Regions from separate parts of the Mus musculus genome. Here region 2 is linked to region 1. Evidence: chromatin contacts called from public Hi-C data. All regions are on one chromosome and are shown on one strand. The core of a region is the stretch at or near the end of the contact, and the rest is flanking DNA. Distances in the headings are between cores, read along the strand shown. Region 1 has its middle 67 kb from the start of Gm36319. Region 2 has its middle 58 kb from the start of Dkk1.

Region 1 (5,970 bases), core at 1,051-3,550:
TAAATTTGGTTTTGCCTTGTAATGTCTTGTTTTCTCTATCTGTGGTGATTGAGTTCTGTTGGTTATAGCAGCCTAGGTTGGCATCTGTGGTTTATTAGAGGCTGTAAGACATCTGTCCTGGCTCTTCTAGATTTTAGAGTCTCTGTTGAGAAGTCAGGTATAATTCTAATAGATCTGCCTTTATATATTACTTGTCCTTTTCTCCTTGCAGCTTTTAATATTTGTTCTTTGTTCTGTAGATATTTGTGTTTCAATTACTACGTTGTGGGAGGAGTTTCCTTCTGGTCCAATTTAATTGATGTTTTGTAAATATCTTGAATGTTTATAGACATCTCATTCTTTAGGTTGGGGAAATGGTCTTCTATAATTTTGTTGAAGATATTTTCTGGGCCTTGGAGCTGCGGCTCTTCACCTTCTTCTATTCCTATTATTCACAGGTTAGATCTTTTCATGGTATCCCAGATTTTCTGGATGTTTTGTGTCAGGAATTTTTTAGATTTAACATTTTCTTTGGCTGGTGTGTCAATTTCTTCTATCATATCTTCTACTCCTGAGAGTCTCTCTTCCATCTCTTGTACTCTGTTGGTAATGTTTGTGTCTGTTGTTCCTGTTCTCTTGCCTAGGTTTTCTATTTCCAGGATTCCCTCAGGTTGTATTTTCTTTATTGCTTCTATTTCCAATTTCAGGTCTTGAACAATTTTATTCATTTCCTTCACCTATTTAATTGTATTTTTTTGTATTTCCTTAAGGGATTTATTAGTTTCCTCTTTAAAGACCTCTACCTGTTTGACTGTATTTGAGCTATTGTTGTCATTTTGTTCTTGAGGCAAGTGTCTTGATATGTTGTCTAGGCCAGCCTCCAACTTATGATCCTCTTACCTCAGCCTCTCTAGTGCTGGGATTATAGACATGTGCTACTACAACTGGTTCGTGTTAAATTTTTTAGAGAGCGATTAGAAGAAAGAAGAATGTCAGGGACTGTGATCCGGGGTGGGAGGAAATAATTCTATAAAATATTGGAAAGTAGGAAAAAATGAGGGAGTCTTAAAATACAACAACAACACTAATAAATACTACTACTATTACTACTACTACTACTACTAACCCATTTAACACATTTATGGTAAATTTTATGACTTGCATAAACTGAAGTATAAAAATGTAAGGCACAGGGAATAACTGAAAATATCACAAACTAGCCAGTGCCGAACAAGCTCCCAAACTAAACTCAGGAAACCTCAAGCCTTTGCAAGTCATTACCCTTCTACCATAATCACAAGCTTGTGGCCTAGACTCTGAGATATTAGCACTTCAGGAGAGAAGGTCTAGTAGGTCAGCAGGAGACCACCTGCCTTCACCTCATAACCACATGTGTGAGTCGGTTGCACTGTTTTTAAAGTTAAAAACAAACAAACAAAACAAGAGGAAGAGGTCAGACCAGCATGTTTTAGCAACTATCCAATAAGACTGTGATTTTAAGTAAACTCTAACTGATAATGACTCTGAGATAGACTCTGCCCTTGCTGAACCCTGGAATTTTTTTGCCCAACTGAAACCTTCACTCAAACTTTCAATTTTCATTTAAAAATCCAGCTTTCAGTTGAACTTATTGAGTTCTGCTGGCAGGTTATTACAATATGCTCACTATTCACATTTTAACTGTACACACATTTAAGATGGAAAGTGTCAGGCTACTTAGGAGGTTGGTTTATAACCAATAATTTCTAAAAGCCTTTAAATCCCCGAGAAGGCCTTCAAAAGATCAGTGTTTTCTAAAAACACTGCCAACCTTTTTCTTTATTCACATTTGATTAAAAATCAAATTTAGAGATACAGATATCTCATAAGGTTCTGAAGATATAGTTAGGAGTTTTGTTTGTTTGTGTCAGGGTTTCTTTGTGTAGCTCTGGCTGTCCTGGAACTCACTCTGTTGTTCTGGCATGCCTTGAACTCAGGCCTCTGCTTTCTGAGTGCTTGAATTAAAGGCATGTGCCACCACTGCATGACAGTTTGTCACTCTATATAAGTAGGAGTGCATAGCCAGGGGTTACAGTGAGACAGAATGTACTGTTGGAAACTTATCTACTACCTGGGATTGCTGAGGAGAAGACTCAACCACAGATTAGGGACCATTGGTTTGGCTCATAGAAGCCTGAGAATGAGGAAAAGAACAGGAAGGCCAAGAGGACAAAATATTGACAAGCACCAAGAGGTTAAACTCAGGTCAAAAAGTGCATAGAGGCAGGCGTGTCCTCAGTGACAACTGAAAACAACCTTGGGATTTAATGGCTTTGATCATCACACAAACAGATGGTTCAACTTCTGGAGTGTCCTGTCATTCACTGCCACACAGCCTATCAAATGTTAAGTTCTAGGGCATATTTGATACCAATAGAAGCTTCTGTCCCTTAGGCTATATTAAAGCTCAAGAGGGCTTGAGACTATGAAGAGATTCCTAACCTATGTGGATAATAGTGTAGTGGGTATCTCTCACACTTCTAGGGTATGTGAAGGGCATTCTCCATTTAGAAAGTTAGTCAGCTTAGGCAGAATAATTTCAGACAGTGTTTCAGCCCCAAAGACTGCATAGCTAAGTATGGCCATCAGAGGGCAATAATAATCAAAGAAGGAAAGCTATCAATATGGAGAAGACAGCTCTGGTAGACAGGAAGCACCTATCCAATGCAGACTAAGCAACAGTCTAAACCATAAGAAAGGCAAGAACCCATGAATTCCTGGTCCATGTATATTCCCATGCATTTATATCACTGCCAGTTTCTAAATTTTGAGGAACCAGGAAGAAGCTACTCAAACATTATCCTTTAGTATATGGTATTATTGTAAATGCCAGATGAAGAATTCAAAAATTTACTAGTAAAATTAATCAACTGAAAGAAAGTTTAAAGAAGAAGTAGATTGAGTTAACCAAACCTGGAAAGGAAAGATGGGAACACAGAAGAAAAAGTTAGCAAAGTATATGAGGAGATTGGTAAAACAAAACAAAACATCGATGTCAGCAACACAGAAGGAAGAAAAATTCAACAAGGAGATTGGAGTTTTGGAAAAAAAAGTCAGAGACCTTGGAAAGGAAAGCGTCAATGAATCAAATGTGAACCATACTGAGAAGCATTACCAGTGTACTCAACCAAGCATAAAACCAAACCAAACCAAACCAACCAACCAACCAACCAACCAACCAACCAACCAACCAACCAACCACAAAACACAAACAAAAAACAATAACCAAAACCAAACAACCGTCCCCCCAAAAAACTGAAGGTTGAAAAGGAAAGTCAAAGAAAGGCCTCATTTACACATTAAGAAGGAAAAAAAATATTAATTCTAGCACTCAAGAGGCAGAGGAAGGCAGCTCTCTGCGTCTAAGGCCAGCCTAGCCTACCTAGTGAGTTCTAGAACAACTGAAACAACATAGTGAGACTTTCTCTCTCAAAAAAGAAAAGACATAAATAAGCATGACCACAACATTCGAGAGCTTTGAGATATGATCAGGAACCCAAGTCTAACAGGCCATGAAATAGAAAAGGCTGACTTAAGAGCTAAAGGAAACCTAGCCAACGAAATTACAGCATTAAAAAAAACCCTCCAAATCTTGGTAAGGAAATGGACATCCAAATGCAAGAGGCATTTAGAACTCCAAGTAGACATGATGGAGAAAAACCTCTGTAGGCTGCATTATAGTCAACATGTCAGATGCGTGAGACAAACAAGTAATGTTAAAAGCTGAAAGGGAAAACATCAACTTTCGTATGACAGAAAACACACCAGAATTGCATCACCCCTCTCATTGTCAGTGCTAGAAGGCACATGATGCATTTCAAGCCGTGGAAGTAAGTGCCTGCTAAACAAGATTGATAAACTAGTGACTCTGTTTTGAAATTGACAAAGAATCTTCTAATGATGTAATGCTCTTGACAACGACAGTCTCAATAAGTAGGAAGCAGGAAAGACTAAAATCTTAGAAGGAAGAGTTGGATGAAGGGGAACCAGAAAGGACTCTATTATATCCAACAGAGTCAACCAGCAAATGCCTGCTATTCACAGGGGGAAGGTGAAGGATGAACAGTGTTCTGTCCACCAGAGAGGTTTAAGTAAAACCACAGGAGTTAGGCTCATCTTTTAATAATAAGAATGTTGACAAATGGCCTCACCTCATCAAGAGAGACACAGACTGCCTAACTGAATTAGGAAATTAGCTCTAACATCTCTCTTTGAAAAGCACTCACAGAGAGTCTAAGGATAGAAAATACTTTACCAAGTGAACGGAAGCTGCAAACAGGTTGACATAGTATTCTGATTTCTGATGGAGAAGACTTTGAACAAAACTTAGAAGAAACAAGGGGAGCCATTTCATAACAAGGAAGGGAACATTGCATTTTCATTTTACCTCAGCCAGGATGGCTATCATTAAGAAGCAAAATGATAAGAAATGTTGAGGAGGATGTGGAGAGAGAGAGAGAGGAATCCTTATAGACAGCTGATGAGCATATAAATTCATTTAAACACTATGGAAATCACTCTAGTGCTTTCTTAGAAAACCTTCAAATGTAATGACCTCAAACCCAACTGTGCTTCCTGTGGGTATACTCAAAGGAATCTAAGTCCCTGTATGACAAAGATTGCCACACAACTATATTGATTGTACCACTACTCATAACTGGCACCTGAGAGGACAAGTCTAGGTATATCCTAACAGATGAATAGATAAAGAAAATGTGATGTAGCTGTGCGTGGTGGCGTGCGCCTTTAATCCCAGCACTTGGGAGGCAGATGCAGGCAAATTTCTGAGTTTGAGGCCAGCCTGGTCTGGTCTACAGAGTTAGTTCCAGGACAGCCAGAGCTACACAGAAAAATCCTGCCTTGAAAAACAAAACAAAACAAAAACAAAAACAAAACAAAACAACACAAGAAAATGTGACGTGTATGCACAGTGTATCTTTTATCTAAACATAAAAGGAAAGATATTGTCAGTTCCAGAACAATGGGTACAATTGGAACTTATCACATTAAGCTAAGTAAGTCAGACTCAGGAGGACAAATATCATGTTTTCTCTTAAATGTGAAATATATATATATACACACATATGAAAATAAATGTGGAAATGAGACTAGGGAAAGAGGGCTAGTGGGGAGGTGGGGCAGTACCAATGTGCTAAAAGTACATGATATACTTGGATATATATCTTTCTGAAACATCACTATGTACAACGAATACATATCAATAGTTTTAAAAAAGAATTATCTTGAAGAATACTAAATTCAACCTTAAATACTGTCTCTTGAATTATAACTTAAAAGTATTAGAGAGAGAAGGAGGGAGAGAGAAAGAGAGAGAGAGAGACAGAGAGAGACAGAGAGAGACAGAGAGAGAGAGGGTGATTTTTTTTAGTGATGTTTATTACCATTCTGCTTGGTTTAATTTTTATAGGAGAGTCCAGTCAGGTTTAATCCACGCCATTTTAACATTTTATTACCATTCTCCCTCCTTTTGAGAAAAACGTTATCCCTCCTCCTTCACAATTTATAGGACTCTTTTACAACTTCTTTCTTAAAAAGAAAAGTAAGTCACTTTGCAATTAATTCCCTTATAGATAGCTTATGAAATTAGTGCTGACCCTGTTCCTTCCTTGTCTGTGGTTTGTGAGGCCTTAACGTGTAATTTAAGAGGTGAGATTATAAGCACTTCCTCATTCAGGAAGAAGCTAGAGGAGGAAGTCTCTTGGGAAATATAAAATCTTTAGAAGAACGATCATTCGGTAGGCATTGCCCGGAGATGGAGGATCCTGTGTGAGTTTTCGTCCTTCAGAATTGGCTGTGGTAGTTTGTTGGGTAATAAATTCAGATACGACCTCATGAATACAGGTCAATATAAGTCATGAGGAATCTTCACAGAACACCACTTACTACTCCATACTTAATGGTACTGGGGGGAACCATTAACCAACATGGCAC
Region 2 (5,970 bases), core at 1,046-3,545, 160 kb after region 1:
TCTGGAAATCACGTGTCTGATTACTTAGACGAGATTCCAAAATATGGCAGAAGGGTTTTCCATAAAAAGTGTGACATAGACTAAGATGAGAGTGAGAAATCAAAGTCTGTAGAGAGTAAAGGCAGAAAAGAAAGCAGTTTGGGCTGAGATTTATCAAAACACACACATAAAACTTTTATGAAATATTTGTTGAATGAATGAACGAATGATTAAGAAACACAATTCCAGGTTCTAAGAAGCCTGGTGTTCATCTAAGAAGACCCACATGCTGGGGGGAGGGTTGTTAGTGATACACACTGGCTATGTTGTTTCTGAGGCATATGTCCAAGATATGCTAACTCACTGCTGCTGTCCAGTCTTGGTTCATCTGGGAAACAGTCCCTCCAGTAGAACCCAGGGAGAAAATCAAAGGAATAGCTATAGAGTTTCCAGTAATGCATAAAATATATACCAAATTCAAACAGGAATTATAAAAGACACAGATATTCCTATTCTCAGAGCCTCATGTACCAGCAGACAGTTCATAGAAAACTAATGTGAATTTGTTATTCATAGCACAGGGTGTAAAGTACTGATTAATGATAAAACATTAACAATTACATAATGTTATGTAGGTATTATTGAATAAGAACAGAATATTTTGTGGGGAAGGGAGTAGATTGTATCTAAGACTTAACTTAGTCCTAAGATATATAAAGATATATAAAATAATGTTTTCTAACACCAAATAAGAAATTAATAAGCATTTTCCAAATAAGCAAATGAGGAAGAAATAAAACAATTGAGACACAGAAAATGTAGACAATACAGCTAGAAAGAAATAAATTTAGATGACAAAAAATTCAAAATATTGTGAAAAAATTTTATGTTAAAAAATTTTGACAAAAGTGAAATGTAATGAAGTCCTAAAGATAAAACAGGACTGTTAGACATTTGACATTAAAATACATGAAATAACTCAAAGGAAAATGAAATGCATTTTAAAGTATAGGATAATTGTAAATTAAGAATTAAACAAAGGACAGAAAAAACATAGCTAGTCACAGACAAGTCATGCAGGTCCACCGGGAATTTCTAGGGACAGTCGAACTTCCTGGACTAACTGTTTCCAGCTGAGGCAGCTGGCATTCATTGTTCCATGGCAGGGAACAAAGGAGGGGGGATCCATATGCTGTCCTTATGTGCGTCACCTTATGCTGGGACATGAAATCTCATATCTCATCCACCATATCTCCCTGCTTCCCCTATCCTTAGAAAGCATTATAGAGCTCTGGGGGTATCCTGGATTTCTACCTGCAGGTAGATGCAAAGCAGGTTGAGCCATCACCCCCATCCTATCTATCATCTGCCACAGCTGTACCAGAATGTTGTCCTCAGATCCCTAAAGTGTTAATACGCACTGTCCTAGGGTTCATGACGAGGGAAAGTGAAGCATGAAGAAAATCACTGTGGTGAGAAGAAACACTGCAATGACACATGCTATATGTGCACAGGAAGAACTGGACCAAACTACACACTGTACGTGGAGATTACAACTGAAGATACTAAACTAAAACCAGAGAAGAGGAGGAGGGGGACACAGGAGGAGGAGGAGGAGGAGGAGGAGGAGGAGGAGGAGGAGGAGGAGGAGGAGAACACACCTAATATAAATGGAAAGATATGGACTAGGAAGACAGCTAAGCAGTTAAGAGCATTTCCTACTCTTGCAGAGGACTTGTGCTTGGATCCCAACACCCACGTGGCTAATCATCAATAATTGCTTGTTACTCTACTTCCAGGGTATCTTGTGCTCTCTCTGGTGTGCGAGACACACCTGTGGTATACGTACCTACAAGCAGCAAACACTCATGTATACAAACAATCTGTTAGAAAGAAGGAAATAGAAGGGTACATGGTCTTCATCCACAGCAGCCGTGACGGGCCCCACACAGTTGCCGCACTGGAAGGCTGGAGTCCCTTCTTGCAGCTCTCAGTAGTTTGGGGCTGAGAAGGGTCTTCAGATTTTGCTCATTCGGTGAGGTCAGTTGGCTTGTCATTTGGAATATCTGTCCTTCTAGGGACCTAGTCACATTCAAAGCCCAACCAGAACATCGATGGCCGGGATTTTACTCAGGAGTCTAACATAGCCTCTCGCTCCAGTCTGCAGACTTGGGATCTGAAGGCAGAAACAGATAAAACACTTTTCATTTCCGGTGTGTCTGGTGTTGGGAGCCGTCTGTCAGCTGCCTGAACTGTTCCTTAGTCACCAAGGGCTAACTACCACTGGGAAACTGCGCTTCCCCTGACTCTATCGCCCCTCCTGCCCCCCTCCTGCTGATCAGTAACTCTGCAGTCTTTCAGTCTGGCCTCCTTCCTTATTACTCATATAAGCCGTGCAGTGCCCCGGCTTTCACTCTCACTGGTACCACTAAGCTTCAAATTCTTTTTATGAAATTTTGGAATATTTAAGGCTATTTCAAAACCAATAGCAGCCAGGGAGAGTGAAAGATTAATGTATTAAAAACCCTGAAAAAAAAAATCACATGCCACAAACTCAGCCCCTGAAAGGGCTCTAATGTCCAAGAATTCTTCTTTTAGATCTAGTGTATGTGTGTGTTTCTTTCATATGTGCCTGTGTATCACATGCAGACCTGGTGCCTTCAGACTCTACAAGAGAGCATCCAATTCCTTGGAAGGAGTTATGGGTAACGTGAGTCACCATGTGGGTGTTGGAAACTGAACTTAAAACAAGTGTTCTTAACCACTGAGCCATCTCTTCAGCTTCAATTTTGAGCAAGATTGTTTTAAAGCTAAATGAGAAAGACTGATTATCACATAGGAGAATGGAAGAGTAAGAAAAAGGAGTATAAACAGCTATTTGTAAAAATATTTTTAAAAAAACAGTAAAATTTTATACTGTGAGATTCTAAAATGAAGATGTATTAAGGATCTCTAGGGTCACAGAACTTCAGAATGAAATGAATATTCTATCTCTCTTTCTCTCTCTCACACTCTCTCTCTCTCATATGTATTTATATGTGCATATATCTATGTATATATAGATACACGTGTATACATATATGCATATGTGTGTGTGTGAAGGGAATTTATTGGAATGACATAGGCTGCAGTTCGATTAATCCAACAATGGTCAGATGTTAATGGAAAGTCCAAGAATATAGTAGTTTCTCAGTCCCACGAAGCCGGGTGTCTCAGCTGGTCTTTCAGATAAGCTGGAATCCAGGAAGTAGGCTCCAATGTCAGTGAAGAAAAGGATGTGCTGGCAAAGTAAGGGCAAGCAGGCTAAGGATGAATGAATCTGTCCTTCTTCCACTGTTCTTCTATGGCTTCCAGCAGAAGGTATGGCCCTGATTAAAGATGTGCCTCAAGACCTGGATTAAAGATGTGTGTCATTCCACCTCAAGATCTGAATCAAAAACCTGTGTCTTCCTGCCTTAAGATTCAGGTCTCAGGTGTGCCCTCCATTTCCGGACTGTAGTTCATTCCAGATAGAGTCAAGTTCACAACCAAGACCAGCCATCACAGAAGGGCAACTCAAATTTAGAATCTTTACAGTGCAAACCCATTTGCAAAGGAAGAAACCAGGGGGATACCTAAGCAAAGAAGCTTAAAATAAATCCATAAGGACAAAGTTAAAAAACAGAATGCTCAAAATCATGAACACTGGCAAGTGATGGCTAGATTCCTCCTAAACTTGACAGTAAAATTAAATTACAAGGAAAAATAATAGACGATTATGCCTCATGTAGGAAGAAGCCACTCTAACTGATAGCTTGTAGGGGGAATTGCTGACTTGAGCTCCTTTCAGGAAATCATGTTTGGAATGAGATTACAAACAATGCCAGTAGTAATCTGGTAAGCTATTCACACTCTAGGGAAAAGAATGTATTAACAGAAGGCGATGATTAGTAAACACAGAGCCTAAAATTTAAAGATGTGCACACACAGGATATTCAATGCACCCCTAGCATGGCCTTACTGGATTCCATTGCTCAGATCCAAGCACCAAACCTTCCACTTCCTTCGCGGAGATGTTGCTCCTGCCTATGTTCCTTGATGTTTGTGTTCAGCGGTATCACAAAACTTACTTTTCCCCTGAATTTTCACATGTTGTGATTTATCATGTGTAGAATTTTTTATTATGTAGGGCTGGAGAGATGGCTAAGTCACTAGGAGCAATTGCTACTCTTGCAGAGGAACAGAAAATGACAAGTAATTTCTTTTTTAGGGAATCTGACACCTTCTTGTATCCTCTGCTGAAACTTGCTCATACTCGTGTACATGTGCACACACACACACACACACACACACACACACACACATATACACACACCACACACACTAAAAATGCAAGAAAAGAGGTTTTATTGCATTCAACTGACCAGGCTACAACTACAAGTCCTTACTCTATTACCAACTCTGTGTCTTGGTGGAAATTTTCTCAACTAGGCTAAATAAGATTTTGATGAGCAAATGAATGTATGAAACCATGGTAAAAAGCCGTAATGCACCACCCAGACCTGAAGATCGCCACTTCAATTTTTGTAATTCTGTGAGTTGGGGAGTTATTGCTTTAAGGAATGTTTTTTTTCTCTCTCTCTAAATTTCTAATGTCTAATGAAGTAGCAGAGAAATTATTTTTCTTGTAGTGAGCAAGCCTCCATCTTCCCTGGAAGCAGACAAAGGTACTGAAATGGCTGTGTTAGATGCAAGGACCACAGATTCCCAACTCACTGTTTAAACCCTCCCCTCTTTGCTACTGCTGACCAGAGTGGTTCTGATGAAGCTAGTCCTATTCCACATCGTGAGAAACTTCACGTTGCAAGAGTGTGACATTCTGACCCCCTTGCACACTTTGATCCTTGTTCATTGGCCCCTTTGATCTCTGAACGGTACACACAAGGTTCACTAACCAGTACTTTCCTTCATTTTTTGGTTCTTGGTCTGGTAAGTGCTTACATTTAGATCATTGACTAGAATAGGTGAATATGTACGGTGCGGTTCCTTTTCCACTGGTGCTTGTGTGTGTGTGTGTTTCAAGATAGAAAGGATAAGAGGGCCCTCTGACTGTATTTTTATTAAGAGCAGAGTTAAGCAACAAAGTACATATTATTGTGGGCATGATGGTAAACTCTTTTTCTCCTCGACACAAATAGGAAACAGTGGATATGCTGGGTCTATTTTTATTCTTTCTGAAACCACACAAAGTAGATATGAAACCTTTTCATCTCAGATGCCAGGAGAGAAATGTTCCTGAGGTAGCTTCGTGCCACTTCATCCAAATACTAAGGGGCTCCTGTTGACAGAAGGTCTAAGTACTTTGGCAGATAATTCACTTACCACTGGCAGAAGACCCAAGCAGAGATAAGAATAACAAATGATATATGAAGAATACCAGAAATCAACTGTCATACCCAGTTTGAACTTTGTGAGCTACAATAACATGTTGTCTGGTAATACGGGTCTACTGGGGAGATGGTGGCACAGTTGATCTGGGAGTAACCAACCACTTTTGGACTGGATTTAGGGCCCATTCCTCAAGACCAAACACATGCTGGCAGTATTGACTAGAACAAAAACCCTTGGATTCCCCTTGGTCATGGGCCCTAGGGGAAAACTTATTACTAGTATTCTGCTAAATGGACAAAATAATGAACGTCCCCATAAGTTCTCATCTTTATAATGATAGATTAGTGCCTTTCCCAACCTAATTAGAGAAGCTGTTCTTTCAGAGGGTGGTGATTAATACAGAGACCCACAACCAGTCAACATAGAGAGAATGAGAGACTAGCTCAGCTCTAAATGGAGTATCAATGCCACACACCTTTCCCACAAGGTTTGGATAGTCATGGGAGATGACGTGGAAAGATTGTAAGAGGCAGAAGGAGACGTGCACAGCAACACACTATGGGCAGGTATGAGACAGCACAGTTTCACACATGAACTCAGAGTGGTTAGGATTGCATGCAC

What was found. A called contact is a pair of places that touch in the nucleus more often than the background predicts.
Region 2: a Hi-C map of the N1E-115 cell line shows a contact between it and region 1, with 3 times the contacts expected there. A contact is called at or near these places in 2 of 484 Hi-C or Micro-C datasets (the N1E-115 cell line and tail fibroblasts), 1 of 130 datasets of targeted methods (the NIH/3T3 cell line) and 1 of 9 other capture datasets (embryonic stem cells).

The regions. Positions count from the first base shown.
Region 1 is chr19:30,325,296-30,331,265 of GRCm38.p6, forward strand. No RefSeq gene overlaps it. Among named protein-coding and RNA genes, the nearest start is that of Gm36319, 67 kb to the right of the region's middle.
Region 2 is chr19:30,488,871-30,494,840 of GRCm38.p6, forward strand. It overlaps the pseudogene Gm17885. Among named protein-coding and RNA genes, the nearest start is that of Dkk1, 58 kb to the right of the region's middle.